Regions from separate parts of the Hordeum vulgare genome. Here region 2 is linked to region 1. Evidence: chromatin contacts called from public Hi-C data. All regions are on one chromosome and are shown on one strand. Each heading gives the region's core, a stretch centred on a gene start, on an enhancer-like site or on the middle of the called end of the contact. The rest is flanking DNA. Distances are from core to core; before and after follow the strand shown. Region 1 holds the start of LOC123444563 (helicase-like transcription factor CHR28). Region 2 has its middle 35 kb from the start of LOC123440334.

Region 1 (2,806 bases), core at 153-2,652:
ACATGTTGATCCAAACCCAAACATACACTGGAGAAACACCTTTCACCACAACAACCAATGAATAATAGAAAGTTTAGTGTATTACACTGCACTGAGTCACTGACAGTAAGAATCCAAGATCCCCACCATCACCCCGCATAAAATTAAATCAAACTGATTCATCTCATTTATAATAGAGTTACAGCCAGCTTAGAATATCGAGTGTAACTCCTTTGCTCTATAAGCACACCCCAGAAGGTAAGACAGCAAATAGCTGAATGCCGGCAAAAAAAACTTGAACCTTCTCATACTCTAGAGATCATGAGTAACTAAGAATTGGGGGGCGATATACCAAACAATACGAGAAAAGGGAGGAAACAATGCAACTCCACCCAACCCTTATAATCCTCTTGCAATCATCAACGCCTTAACTAGTCAGCACTACTCCGAATATCTCATCATAGACTTGCTGCTTCCAACCAAGTTCTTGCCTCAGCACCCCAATCAACTCAGCTGACGTACTACCACAGGCGAGGCCAATGATCCAACACTTGGATCCAATGCACCAGGACCTAATCCTCTTCAAGTCAACTGCCTCCAGTGACAAAGACAGCACCATATGATCATTGCTCATGTGATTGGGCTCAAATATCAAAAGATGGATGTCATTTCCAAACAGTATTTAACAAGCACATATATAGACGGTATGACTTAATTGCATCACATGCAATAACTGAGCTTTTAGCATTCCATTTAGTAGGGGAAACAATAAAACAACTCCCCCAAACTGAAAAGTGGCACCAAATCCCTTGCTCAAGGCTTGATCACGCTTGGCTCACACACATCTCACTCGAAAAGGCCCAGAGTCTAAGCGACTAGGACACTACACATCGCGAATTGCGGATATGTAGAAGGAGCATGACATCCCAAACACTCGTACGCGTCCGCTCCGACGAAATCCAAAACCCTAGCCCGGGGGAAGGCCAACCCTGGCTGCCGAATTGGATCCGGGCGGTCCGAGCTAAGATGCGAATTAGGGCAAGGCCGGGGCGGCAAAAGCGACGCACGCACCTCGGGCCGCGGGTCCTCCGCCCCGTCGTCGGCGGGCTCGCTCTCGAGGAAGGCCATGAAGTCGCCGAGGGGCATGGAGAGGTTGTCCTCGGCGCCGCCGTAGCCCCCGTCGTCGAAATCCATCGCCGGTTCCTCCGCCATCATCCGCCCCGGCGCGATTCGATCATGCAATTCGCCGCGGGAGAGGGCCCCTGCTTTTTTCTCCGCCGGACGAGAGCCCTTTCCCTCTCTCTCTCTCTCTCTCTCTCTCTCACCCTCGTTTTTAATCGTGGCGGGGGTGGGGGGCGGCTGCGCTGCGGTGGGCTGAGGAGAGAATAGAGATGCCGTCCGCGTCGAACTGGTGGAAAAGAGGAAGGGGAAAAATTCGTTCCGGGTTGGGGGATTTTTAAAAGCGAGACCGAGGAAAGGGTCGGCGTCGGGGGAGGGGGGGGTTTGGGAATGGCCGGGTACAGAAGCCGGGTTCGGGTTTGTGTGGGGGTGGAGTAAATTCGCGGCATGTGCACCACGCGGTGGACGGACGGAGCCGCGGACCGGACGCCGGTTCTGGAGCCACCGACTTTGGCTCGGCTTTTTGAGCCGACTCAGCCGAGGGACGCCCGGCTTCGGGGTCGTCGTGGACCGGGGCCCGGGCCCCGGCCCCGTGTGCCACACGGAACCGTGCGCGTGGCGCAGCTTTTTCAGGACAGACCCGGGATAGGTGTATTTTCGACTCGTGGATGAAATGAAATGATGGAATTGGGATCGGGTGTCTATATACATTGCTGGGAAATGGGAGACAGTGGTAACGCTCAACACCGTCAGCCAAAAGGACGGTGCATTTGTCCGATTTTTGTTCGTTTGGCTTGATTCAACGGATAAAAAGTCTGATTTCGTGTTTAGGTTAATGCATGTGTCCAACGTTGGTCCAATTCATGTTGACGACGTGCGAAAAAATATGCGCCCATTTTTTAAATAAAAATAAACATTAGTCAAACATAAAAGACGGCCACGAAGGCTGACAAGAGTCCACACGTTTCCATTACATTAATTAAACATAAAATACGAGATAGTGCGCTACCCTAGGCGTCGTCGTTGTCGACGTCGCGGCGGTGAGGTCGATCAGCGTCGGCGCAGGGCCGGCCCAGGGAAACTTTGTGTTCAAAACGACGTTGATGTTCGAGGCGGGTTGTGCCTCCGTCGTCTGTCGCGTCGGCGCGGGCGTCGCTGGTGGCGGCGGCAGCGCAGCACGAGCGCGCTCCTCTTCCTCCCTCTCCACCCTTTCCGCCTCCGCTTCCTGCTCCAATCGGCGCTCCAGCTCCATCTGCCGCTGGTCGTCGGTGTCCTCCTCCGCGAGGCTCTACGCCCTCCAATGCTGGAGGTAGGCTGCCTCCTGCTGTGATGTCACGCCCAACCAGATGGGCGACGCGCTGACTCACTCGCGAAGGCAGACGGTCCACTAGTAGACCTCCGGCTACGGCTCGGTCTTCAGCTGAGGGGGCATGGTGCAGTCGCCAGCGATGAACGGCGCGATGGCCTCCGTGAGTTGCGCCTCGTATGTCGCGTCCTCCTTCTCGGCCTTGCGTCGCTCTTCATCCTCGCGCGGCCATGGGTGTTGGCTAGGGTTTGGTCGCCGACGAGGGAGCAGAGAGGTGGCGAGATGGGGACGAGGGGCTGGAACCAGATGAGGCCGAACCCCATCGCACGTTCGGATTAAAAAAGGCTGACCGCGACCGCTGACGCGTGGACCCGTAAAGGGTGGCCGTCATTAATTATGTTG
Region 2 (2,825 bases), core at 259-2,758, 110 kb after region 1:
CAACCCAACAGACACTTTCGGAGATACATGTAGTGCACCTTTATAATCATCCAGTTACGTTGTGACGTTTAATACACCCAAAACACTCCTAAGGTATCCGGGAGTTGCATAATCTCATGGTCTAAGAAAATGATACTTGACATTATAAAAGTTTTAGCAGACGAACTACACGATCTTGTGCTATGCTTAGGATTGAGTCTTGTCCATCATATCATTCTCCTAATGATGTGATCCTGTTATCAATGATATCCAATGTTCATGATGAGGGAACCATGATCATTTATTGATCAACGAGCTAGCCAACTAGAGGCTCACTAGGGACATGTTGTGGTCTATGTATTCACACATGTATTACGATTTTCTGGTTAATACAATTATAACATGAATAATAAACAATTATCATGAATTAAGAAATATATAATAACTATTTTATTATTATCTCTAGTGCATATTTACAACACTTACCACTTTCGAATGAGGCTTGAACTCTTACATCCGAATGTTACCACCGCGCCGTAGCTAGGCTTTACTTTCCGTTCATATCCCTCGTACTATTGATTTGTTAGGTTAATCCCGTCGACAAAAGGAGCTACTGATTGATTCGGTGGGGGTTGTTAGTTTTTGATTCACCTCCCCTGTTCAGCGTCACCGCGGCCGTTGGCAAAGTGCTACCGGCGTATCATTTGGAACCAGACCCCGGTGGAAGCAAAGTCTCCGGATTCCACAGACAAAGGCATATGCCATGTTCACACCCCTCACACAGTCAGGTAGCCGCGTACTTGCTCTGAAGAAAAGATGATATCCGGTACCGCGATCAACGCCCTGACATTGCGCGGTGAAACAGCGGGCATTTCCGGAGGAACTGGTCCGTAAAAAAAGCAAGCTGCACGTATACACATCTGTTTGCGCTGCGTATTTTCCGCTTGCTCCTACGCGGTGGCCGGGGAGGGAACATCGGCTAGTCATTATCAGTGAACGCGTTATTCTTCAGATTTCATCAATTCCTATTGAAAAGTCTAGAGCGCAGCAAACACTCGTATGAATGAATCTTCAGCGGCCGGTGTTGCCCTGAAAGCAACAGGTTTCTGCAAAATTCTGCCTGTTAATGGTCTCGGGCTGTACTATGCCGTTGCCTCTAGGCAAAATCATTTTCCCTTGGGATCTGTCATCTATGTTGAGAGCTTTTATCATAACAAATCCTTTTCCCGGGGAGGAGGAACGACGGCTACACACCGACACAGATGCTTGTTTCGGGACCACCAGCGGTGTAAAGAACGGGGATAACGTCGCCGTCGTCGTCGATGGAACAGCGCAAGGCGGCCGAAGCTGTTGCCCGGTTTCCCGGTCAGTTTGAGCATCAAAGTCTTGTATCGCAAGACGGGCAAAGTCGCGTCGACTGCAAGCAGGCACTGACAACACATCTACGCTCAGGATACAACACGGGAGCTTTATAATACTACTCTACTATGCAGTGCTACTGCCTTGTACCCTAGCAGTACGGCGGTAGCCGGTAGGCAAGCATCTTCCGTCCAGACCACCACGCGCTCTCGCTCGGTGTGGAGTGTGGACTCTGGAGTCGTTGGACCCTCGCTAGATGTGCATCTTAGGCCAACTTCACCGCGCGATTTCAAAAGGAAGTTCATTTTATCCAGATTCCGGACCTGTTCTCGGATGAGCTGGCCGTGTGACCAGGGCGAGGCTACATCCTGTCCCCCTTATATTAATAAAATACATCACTGCGTGTCAGGCCAGCTTCGTGGGGTGGAGGGGGGCAGAAAAAGGAGGCCCGGGCCGCAACCTGTCCGCCCTGTATTAATAAAATACACCACCGCGTGTCAGGCCAGCTTCATGGGTTGGGGGGGGTATAGAAACAGGAGGCCCGTGGCACCGACAGGCGGGCCAGGGGAGGACAAGCACGCGTGTCCGGTTGTCCGCGGTTGTCCGTTTTACCCCAAAGGCAACACAAACTTGCGTCGGGATGGGTCAAAAGCGAACACAAAACGAACAAAAGTCCGTTTGCTCCCGCGCGCTCGGCCGTCTGGTTTGTCCGTTTTATCCCAAACGGACGCACGCGGACAGGATGGGGTCACCGCGCCACCTCATCTAAACATCCGTTTGAGCCGAATTCTATCCGACGACAATGGGATTGTTCATATCCGAATCGGTTTGTGGCTGGGTCATCAGGTTCGGGTGGAACGCGGCCACTGGTTGCTCCTCGTGCACCTCCTCCTTCACCGCCACGGGCTGCTCCTTCACGGCGTCAGCCATCTCCAGCTTCAGGATGGCCACGTTACCGGCCGTGGAGAGTGCCATAATATTCTCCAGCCCCTCCCACTAGCGCTCATCGTACGTGTTCATGGAATCTTCCATGACACGCTGGACGAGCCATGCCTCCTCCTCTTCGATCATGTGAGGAGGTGGTGGTGGCAACGGAAAGGGCGACGACGACGGGGTCGGCGTCAAGCCGCGCACCCGCGTACGCCCGCGCACCTCGGAGGGCTTGGAGGGTGCGCCCGGCGCTCTGCACGTGCCCGCCGCGGGCTGGTGTGTTGGCCGTCAAAATAGGTCGTGCGCCGCACGTCGTGCTCATCACGGAACCAAGTGTCCCACATGGGGATCCACGGCGTACCTCGGGTCGTAGTGGAGGTCGTCGGGGAGGCGTCGGCGGCGGTAGATCTCGTCGCGGTGGGCACGGCCGTTCATTGGCATCGGCGGGATCAACACCCGATCGGCGGATAGGTGCTAGTTGTTCGCCAAGTGGATGTCGCTCGAGGGGAGCGGCGTCCTTGTCTCCCAATAGCGGCGGCACACATCCGCATGGATGT

What was found. A called contact is a pair of places that touch in the nucleus more often than the background predicts.
Region 2: a Hi-C map of leaf shows a contact between it and region 1, with 4 times the contacts expected there. The contact joins the enhancer-like site here to the promoter of LOC123444563 in region 1. A contact is called at or near these places in 3 of 6 Hi-C or Micro-C datasets (leaf and seedling) and 1 of 1 datasets of contacts at active chromatin or transcription factors (embryo).

The regions. Positions count from the first base shown.
Region 1 is chr3H:509,741,087-509,743,892 of MorexV3_pseudomolecules_assembly, forward strand. LOC123444563 (helicase-like transcription factor CHR28) reads right to left here and starts at 1,403. Exons shown (of 14, transcript XM_045121331.1): 1 at 1,051-1,403. The coding sequence starts at 1,194.
Region 2 is chr3H:509,851,418-509,854,242 of MorexV3_pseudomolecules_assembly, forward strand. No RefSeq gene overlaps it. Among protein-coding and RNA genes, the nearest start is that of LOC123440334, 35 kb to the right of the region's middle. Within about 2 kb of position 1,509, at least 3 of the 3 cell types and tissues checked have open chromatin away from gene starts, as enhancers often do. A contact at or near this core is called in leaf and seedling, where this site is marked.